Linked DNA regions of Capra hircus: all the other regions are linked to region 3. Evidence: chromatin contacts called from public Hi-C data. All regions are on one chromosome and are shown on one strand. Each heading gives the region's core, a stretch centred on a gene start, on an enhancer-like site or on the middle of the called end of the contact. The rest is flanking DNA. Distances are from core to core; before and after follow the strand shown.

What was found. Hi-C and Micro-C count contacts between places; a contact is called where the count stands out from the background.
Region 1: a Hi-C map of blood shows a contact between it and region 3, with 5 times the contacts expected there. The contact joins the promoter of LOC102178292 here to the enhancer-like site in region 3. A contact is called at or near these places in 3 of 5 Hi-C or Micro-C datasets (all in blood).
Region 2: a contact with region 3 is called in a Hi-C map of blood, with 3 times the contacts expected there. The contact joins the promoter of LOC102171899 here to the enhancer-like site in region 3. A contact is called at or near these places in 2 of 5 Hi-C or Micro-C datasets (both in blood).

The regions. Positions count from the first base shown.
Region 1 is chr15:280,695-283,482 of ARS1.2, forward strand. It overlaps LOC102178292 (membrane-spanning 4-domains subfamily A member 5), which reads right to left and starts at 1,268. Exons shown (of 5, transcript XM_018058937.1): 1 at 1,020-1,268. The coding sequence starts at 1,172.
Region 2 is chr15:340,029-343,120 of ARS1.2, forward strand. LOC102171899 (membrane-spanning 4-domains subfamily A member 7) reads right to left here and starts at 1,735. Exons shown (of 5, transcript XM_013969988.2): 1 at 1,614-1,735.
Region 3 is chr15:215,093-217,872 of ARS1.2, forward strand. No RefSeq gene overlaps it. Among named protein-coding and RNA genes, the nearest start is that of MS4A13, 33 kb to the left of the region's middle. Within about 2 kb of position 1,374, at least 1 of the 5 cell types and tissues checked has an H3K27ac peak or open chromatin away from gene starts, as enhancers often do.

The DNA of each region.
Region 1 (2,788 bases), core at 18-2,517, 65 kb after region 3:
TGCCTGGAGAATCCTATGGACAGAGGAGCCTGGGGGGCTACCATCCTTGGGGTCTCAAGAGTCGAACATGACTGAGCGACTAAACCACCACCACCGTGGTTTCTATGCACAGTGGAATGTCCTTTAGCTATAAATGGAATGAAACAGTCTCATTTGCAGCAACGCTGATGGGCCTAGAGATTATCACTGAGAGAAGTAAGTCAGAAAGAGAAAGACAAATACCATACGATATCATTTAGATGCGGAATCTACAATATGACTTACATGAACTTATCAATGAAACAGAAACACTCAGAGACCTAGGGAACAGACCTGTGGTTTCCAGAGGGGAGGGGAGGCGGGGGCAGGGTTGGACTGGGAGTTTAGGGTCGCAGGTGCAAACTATTATGAATAGACAACAAGGTCCTACTCTGTAGCATAGGAAACTGTATTCAGTACCCTGTGATAAATCATACTAGAAGAGGGTACGGAAAAGAATGTATATATGGCTGAATCACTGCTGCACAGCAGAAATTAGCACAACTTTGTAAATAAACTACACTTCAGTAAAACAGATTTAATAAACATCGTTCTACTGTATGTATGTATGTATATATATATATATATATATATATATATATATTTCCCCCTTCTCTTCTTACCCACTGTCTTAGTTCAGGCTTCTGTACCATAGACTGAGTGGCTTACAAACAGCAGAAATTTATTCCTCATAGTTCTGAAGACCCAAAGTCTGAGCTCTGATTCCCGGCCTGGTTGGGTTCTGAAGGAGGTCCTCTGCCAGGTCGCAGAGTGCTGCTGGCTAGCTGGCTTTCTGGCTTTCTGGCCTCCCCTTCCAAGGGCTCTAATCCCCCATTCATGCAGGCTCCACCAGTGGAAACTAACGAAACGACCTCCCGAAAATCCCGTCTCCAAATACCATCACATTAAGATTAGGATTTCAGATATAAATTTGGGGGCTAACAAACATTAAGCCTCTAACATACCCTGTGTGGAATTTACATGGGGGAAATCTTACTCACCCCTAAGACTTTCATTCTTGTAGCGAGCAATTTTGGAAAGGGCATGCTCGAGTCGTAGGTTGAGCCTGTGGCATCCGCTGACTGAAATTCGGGCATAGTGATGTCTGGAGGAAAGACCAGGAACACAGGACTGTGTGCAGCTCTTGAGCTCATGATGGCGTAGCTGAGGTTCTGAAGTGAAACCTAAAGATGGTTTAGCTGATACTTCAGCCTAGGTCATGCTCTTCTGTACAAGGCCGTCGGAAGCACCGCCATTGTTGTGCTTTGCCTTGGAATTACAGAACCGCTGAGTCATAGTCATGGAATCTCAGGACTGGTCAAGATCTCCAGAAGGTTAGTGAGTAAAAGGCCCAGGTCTGGGGTTCAGAGATCTGCCCAGTAGACCTGATTCAGTCAGGAACTCACTGTGATCTTGGGCAAGTCATAGCCCCCTCTTGGTTTCAGCCTCCTTATCTGTGCACCTATTAGGTTGGACTAAATGGTCTATAAAGACATTTCAATTCTCAAATAAATGAGTTTTATGGACATGTATTCTAGTTCTCTGTCTTCAAACAGGTAGAAAACAAAACCTCTCAGGCCACAGAATTAATTAGCTACGTCTTGAAGCAGATGTATCTATTTAGCCTGTCACTTTTGTTTTTCGCCAGCTGAGTTTATTAGCTTCAGCTCAGTTCAGTTCAGTTGCTCAGTTGCGTCTGACTCTTTGGGACCCCATAGACTGCAACACACCAGGCTTCCTTGTCTATCACCAACTCCCAGACCTGCTCAAACTCATGTCCAGCAAGTCAGTGATGCCATCCAACCATCTCATCCTCTGTCATCCCCTTCTCCTCCCGCCTTCAATCTTTACCAGCATCAGGGTCTTTTCCAGTGAGTCAGTTCTTCCAATCAGGTGGCCAAAGTATTGGAGTTTCAGCTTCAACATCAGTCCTTCCAATGAATAGTCAAGGTTGATTTCCTTTAGGATTGACTGCTTTGATCTCTTTGCAGTCCAAAGGACTCTCAAGAGTCTTCTCCAACACCACAGTTCAAAAGCATCAGTTCTTCCGCACTCAGCTCTCTTTATGGCCCAACTCTTGCATCTGTAATGACTACTGGAAAAACCATAGCCTTGACTAGACGGACCTTTATTAGCTTAGCTGTGAACAAACCACTTTAAGACTCAGTGGCTTCAAACAGCCACCATTTGCTATTGCTCACAGTGCTTTGGGTTCTGTTGGGTGAGTCTACTGGCTGGTCTAGCTCAGCTCTCCTCTGTCCAGCTTTCTCATGCGTCTGTGGTTAGCTGGTGGAGGGGCCATAGCTAGGTGATTTAGTGTGACTTCCGGCACATATCTGGGCTTCCCAGGTCACTCTTGTGGTAAGGAACCCGCCTGCCAATTCAGGAAACAAAAGAGACGCTGGTTCAGTTCCCGGGTTGGCAAGGTCCCCTGGAGGAGGGCATGACAATCCACTCCAGTACTCTTGCCTGGAGAACCCTCTGGACAGAGAAGCCTGGCGGACTACAGTCCATGGGGTCACGAAGAGTCGGACACGACTGAAGCGACTCAGCACATAGGCCCGCGGTCACATATCTGGCAGTTGGTGGACTCTCGCATCTCAGATGCTTTTCGAAAGTCTCCTGAATCATGTGTGCTGATGTCCCGTTGACTACTGGCATGGAAAACCCAGATTCAGGGGTAGAAAAGTGTACTCCAGTGTCTGCAGAGAAGGAGCTGCTCTCTCAGTGCATGGATGAAGGGGAGGGAAGAACTGTGTTTTTTATCCAT
Region 2 (3,092 bases), core at 485-2,984, 130 kb after region 3:
TGGCCGGCCACTGCTGACCCGGACCTCCTCAGGAGACACTCAGACACAGTTCTGGTTCAGTCCCATCACTTCATGACAAATAGATGGGGAAACAGTGGAAACAGCGACAGTCTTTATTTTCTTGGGCTCCCAAATCACTGCAGATGGTGACTGCAGCCATGAAATTAAAAGACGCTTGCTCCTTGGTAAAAAAGCGATGGCAAACCTAGGCAGCATATTAAAAGCAGAGACATTACTTTGCCAACAAACATCCATACAGTCAAAGCTATGGTTTTCCAGTGGTCATGTATGGGTGTGAGAGTTGGACTACAAAGAAGGCTGAGCGCCAAAGAATTGCTGCTTTGAACTGTGGTGTTGGAGAAGACTCTTCAGAGGCCCTTGGACTGCAAGGAGATCCAACCAGTCCATCCTAAGGGCGACTAGTCCTCAATGTTCATTGGAAGGACTGATGCTAAAGCTGAGACTCCAACACTGTGCTGTGCTTAGCCGCTCAGTCGTGTCTGACTCTGTGACCCCATGGACTGCAGCCTGCCAGGCTCCTCTGCCCATGGGATTCTCCAGGCCAGAACACTGGAGTGGGGTGCCATGCCCTGCTCCAGGGGGTCTTCCCAAAGCAGGGCTGGAACCCAGGCCTCCCGCATTGCAGGCCGATTCTTTACCAGCTGAGCTGCCTGGGACGCCCATTATGGACAATTACCATTATGAGCAATGCCACAGTGAATATCTTTGCCCCTCTGTGGTGCCACGTCTATTCAATTACCTTCTGAGAGTAACATTTAGAAGTGTTTTTAAGGAGTTTAAGGCTACACCACCTGAATTTTGACACATATGGCTGGTTTTTAGGAAGAATTCTGTATCACCAAGATTCCCTATGACTTTGCAAGAAGGCTCCAGACAGGGTGCCATCGTCTCCAAGCTCCACTGTCTGAGAGAGCTCCTTTTCCCTCCACATTCATCAAGGGGAGATAAAGATATGGTAGCTCCCAACTTTGCAAAACACTTCTAAAACTCCAACTTTGAAGACAAGTCACCACTTGGAGGCCACCTGCTCTGCAACGAGCAATTTTCTCTCTTACAGAATTAGAGCAGAGCAGTGGGGCTCGGTGCTGAGGGTTCAATCTAACTGCACAGAGTTTATTGAGAGCGCGCTCTGTATAAGACTGACACACCAGGAAATGCAGAGAATTATAGAAAATCATCCCCTCAACATCTTGAAGGAGACCTAAGGATCGTTTCACTCCATTCTCTGATTTGGAAAGTAAATAAACAGAAGCCTGGGAAGTCTTAGCAAGCCAAGCAGGGGGTCAGAGACAGAACGAGAATCCTATTCCTGGCTGCCCACTTAAAGGACGGTCCTCGCCCTGCAAATTCATGATCCAAGTCAAAAGAAAAAGTGAAAGTGTTAGTTGCTCAGTTGTGTCCAATTCATTGCGACCCCATGGACTGCAGCCTTCCAGGCTCATCTCTCCATTGAACTCCCCAGGCAAGAATACAGAGTGGGTTGCCATTCCCTTCTCCAGAGGAGCTTCCCGACCAGGAACCCAGGTCTCCTGCATTGCAGGCGGATTCTTTACCATCCAAGCCACCTGGGAAGCCCAAACCACGGTGCCTACCTGCTCCTGCAGCCCAGTCCTGTGTGCTGTGGCTGGCGCGGCAGCTCTGCCGGAGGAGCTCAGCCAGAACCTCCCACTGCTGTTCCTGCTGCAGCGACCTTGCTCCTCTGCCCTCCCACTTCTGACACTTCCCATCCCTTCTTCAGAACAGCAGTACTTCCAATTACACAAGAAATGATTTGCTCTATTTACAGACAATTGATGTGTGAAAAAATACGTCTCCTTCCTCTTTCTGAATTTCAAGGTCTGGGAAATAACACAAAGGAGAAGTAACAGATAAGAGAAAGAGCTTGTGGAGATACGTGAGATGCATACCCCAGTTAGAGTCCATTTCCCTTCTCCTTGGGTACATTCAGCTGACTCCTTTAAGCCTGAGTTTTCTTATCCGCTAAACTTTGGCCACCTGCTGTGAAGAGCTGACTCAGTTGAAAAGACCCTGATGCTGGGAAAGGTTGAAGGCAGGAGGAGAAGGGGACGACAGAGGATGAGATGGTTGGATGGCGTCACTGACTCAATGGACATGAGTTTGAATAAACTCTGGGAGTTGGTGATGGACAGGGAGGGCTGGCGTGCTGCAATCCATGGGGTCGCAAAGAGTAGGACATGACTGAGTGACTGAACTGAAGTGAAATGAAGCTTGTTGTTTAGCCATTAAATCATGTCCAACTCTTTTGCAACCCCATAACTGTAGCCCCCCAGGCTCCTCTGTCCATGGGATTTCCCAGGCAATAGTACTGGAGTGGGTTGCCATTTCCTTCTCCAGGGGATCTTCCCGACCCAGGAATTGAACCTGTGTCCCCTGCATTGCAGGCAGATTCTTTACCACTGAGCCGCCTGGGAAGGTAGACAATAATAATGTGGGTGCTGCTACTGCTGCTGCTAAGCCGCTTCAGTTGTGTCTGACTCTGTGCGACCCCATAGACGGCAGCCCCCCAGGCTCCTGTCCCTGGGATTCTCCAGGCAAGAACACTGGAGTGTGTTGCCATTTCCTTCTCCAATGCATGAAAGTGAAAAGTGAAAGTGAAGTCGCTCAGTCGTGTCCGACTGTTAGTGACCCCATGGACTGCAGCCCACCAGGCTCCTCCATCCATGGGATTTTCCAAGCAAGAGCACTGGAGTGGGACGCTAGTTCCACTCTAGGGCTGTTGGGAAAATTAGAGGGAGAGGACAGAAAGAGTTTATAGAATGTAGGCATTCCATAACTTGTGATAATAACGATATTAACTTTGAACTTGGGAGAACTGATATATTTCCCCATTGTCCTGGCTGCTGGCAAAGTGAAAGTGACCTACGGCATCTCTCACTGCCCACTTGTTGCTTCCTCTGGATGTCTCTTCATTTCCTGGCTTCCTAAGTTCAGGCTCAGAAAAGTGCAGGCACATCTCAGGAAGCAGGTCAGTAGACTGGAGTCAAAGACAAAGCCATCAGGGCTGAAAGCAAGCTCATTTTCCAGGAGGTGTGCATTGCCAGCGGCGTCCC
Region 3 (2,780 bases), core at 124-2,623:
TTCTGCTTAAATTGTTTCACTTAAATTGGATTAAGGGCAGTGCTGTGCGCACATTTGTGTTCCTGGGGAAACACGAACAGTTCACTCCTTCTTTCAGATAGTCTGAACAGAATTTTCTCATTGGATAGTAAGTTATAAATAATGCTTGAAAGTGATACAGAAATGAAAGTGTTAGTTGCTTAGCTGTGTCTAGCTCTTTGTGACCCATGGACCCTAGCCCACCAGGTTCCTCTGCCCATGGAATTATCTGGGCATGAATACTAGAGTGGGTAGCCATTCCCTTCTCCATGGGATCTTCCTGACCCAGGGGTTGAACCCAGGTCTCCTGCATTGCAGGCATATTCTTTACCGTCTGAGCCCCCAGGGAAACCTTACATTTTAACGCTTACGTTCTCTCAGTTTTTCATATTTTGGGGAGAGGAGGGGTTGCAGCTGATAAGCCAGGCTTCACACATCGCACATTGTAATGTTGGACCTGCAGGGCACAATCCCCGTGACCACAGCACATGCGGCTACATGCACAGGTTTCACAGTAACTAGAAGGGTCTGCACATTATCCAACGAGGTGAGAACCACTAACTGCCTTAGCGTTTGTTTTTTTTTCTGTATTTATCTTCTCACTGATTTTTGTTTGTTTCCAGCGCTTGTCTGCATTCTGCTGTGTGAGGGGCACCAGCCTATTCAGGCGTGATGGCTCCGTGTTTGCCAGGCAGAGTCCATCTTGTAGCCAGAGATGCAGGGAGCCAGATCCAGTTTCCTGGGAAGGGATGTGGTGCGGGATTGGTCTCTTGGGGCTGGAGGTCTCAGGAAAGAAACCAAGGACCAGTGATATAAACTGGCTAAGAATAAGGGGAGGAGGAGGCAAGAGATGCCCAGGGCTCCTAGAAAGTATGTGGAATGAAGGCAGATTCTAAACCTCAGTGTCTAGTGGCTAAAGGATGGTAGTATATTTGATACTAGAGAAGGGAATGGCAACCCTCTCCAGTATTCTTGCCTGGAGAATCCCATGGACAGAGGAGCTTGGTGGGCTACAGTCCATGGGGTCACAAAAAGCCAGACATCCCTGAACGACTCCACACACACACACACACACACACACACACACACACACACACACACACACACACACACGAATTAGTTTAGAAATAGCATCACATGCTGTTTATCGGACACTATTTGGTCTTACATTCACCTCCGTTATTTATTCTCATGAAAACCCTGTAATAAGTTTAACTGCCGCTTTGGACAGGGGGACGGTGCGTGGAAGCGTGGCAAGCAGTCTGCCTGAGGGCACAGTCAGGGAATACGTGGCAGGCTCTGGGCTCTGTGTCCACAGGCGCCAGGCTCGGTCTTGAAGCAGGGCGCCTGCAGGAGCTGCTTCTCACCGGGTCTGCAGGCTCCCACGGGCCACGGAGGAAAAGCGGCGGCAGGCGGCGGCGGGGGGCACTGCAGGATGGGCGGCGCCCGGCTCCCGGTGGAGCTTCCCCAAGACTGGGAAGTCTGCGCGGCAGCTGCGCCTGAGTCGTGCCCTCTAGTGGCCTGTGCGGTCCAAGACGCGGCCTTGACAGGACGGTGACAGGCTTCACCACCAGGTGTCCTCCATGGCTCATCTTTGCCTCTTCTTTTTCTTCATCCCCCTTGAACTTTCTTGCCTCTTTCAAGCAAGGACGCTTTTCATTCTTTCTACGAGGCACCAAGAAGTTACCTTGGATCTTGGAGAGGCAAGAGAAAATGAGCGCCTTTTCTGCTCCCGGGCGCTGTGCAACTCCAGAAAGTGACAGAGAGCTGGGGATCTTATCATGTTGCTTGGACAGTACGTGTCTGTGGGTCAAGTGACTTGAACCTAAAGAAAGTATTTGTTGAATATTTAATGTCTAGGCAGAGGAAGATGAAGCTGAGAGACAGGAAAAAGTTATTAGCAGCAAAAGAGAGACAACAAGAAGGGTGTGCTGCTGTGAAGTTGAGGAGGAAGCGTTTGAAAGCAACGTGATATGGTGAGGGTGTGACTTCTCCCCAAATTGACAGAAAGGTTTAATAAAATTCCTTCCAAAACCCCAATGAGGTTTTTGTTAAACAGGCACAGAGTCACTCTAAAGTTTCTGTGAAATGGCACAGGATGAAGAGCAGCTGGAACAATCCCAGGAAGAATAAAGGAGAAGGACCCTCTCTGTGCAGTGAAGGTTCACTATGTAGCCACAGGAGGTCAGTCCTGGGTGTTCACTGGAAGGACTGATGTTGAAGCTGAAGCTCCAATACTTTGGCCACCTGATGCAAAGAGCTGACTCGTTAGAAAAGACCCCGATGCTGGGAAAGATTGAAGGCAGGAGAAGGGGACGACAGAGGATGAGATGGTTGGATGGTATTACTGAACTGATGGACCTGAGTTTGAGCAAGCCCCGGGAGTTGGTGATGGACAGGGAGGCCTGGTGTGCTGCAGTTCGTGGGGTCACAAAGAGTCGGACACGACTGAGCGGCTGAACTGAACTGATATAGCTACAGGACTTCGCTGTTGGCTCAGGTGGTGAAGAACCTATCGCAGGAGACCCAGTTTGATCCCTGGATCAGGACGATCCCCTTGGAGAAGGGAATGGCCCCCCACTCCGGTTCTTTCTTGGAATTCCATGAACAGAGGAGCCTGACAGGCTACAGTGCATGGGGTCACAAAGAGTCGGACGTGACGGGGCAACTCCACTTTTCTCATGTAGGCACAAGGATTGAGACTGTGGTGCTGGAGAGGGGCACACAGATCAATGGAATAGAATAGACAGCCCAGATGGAGA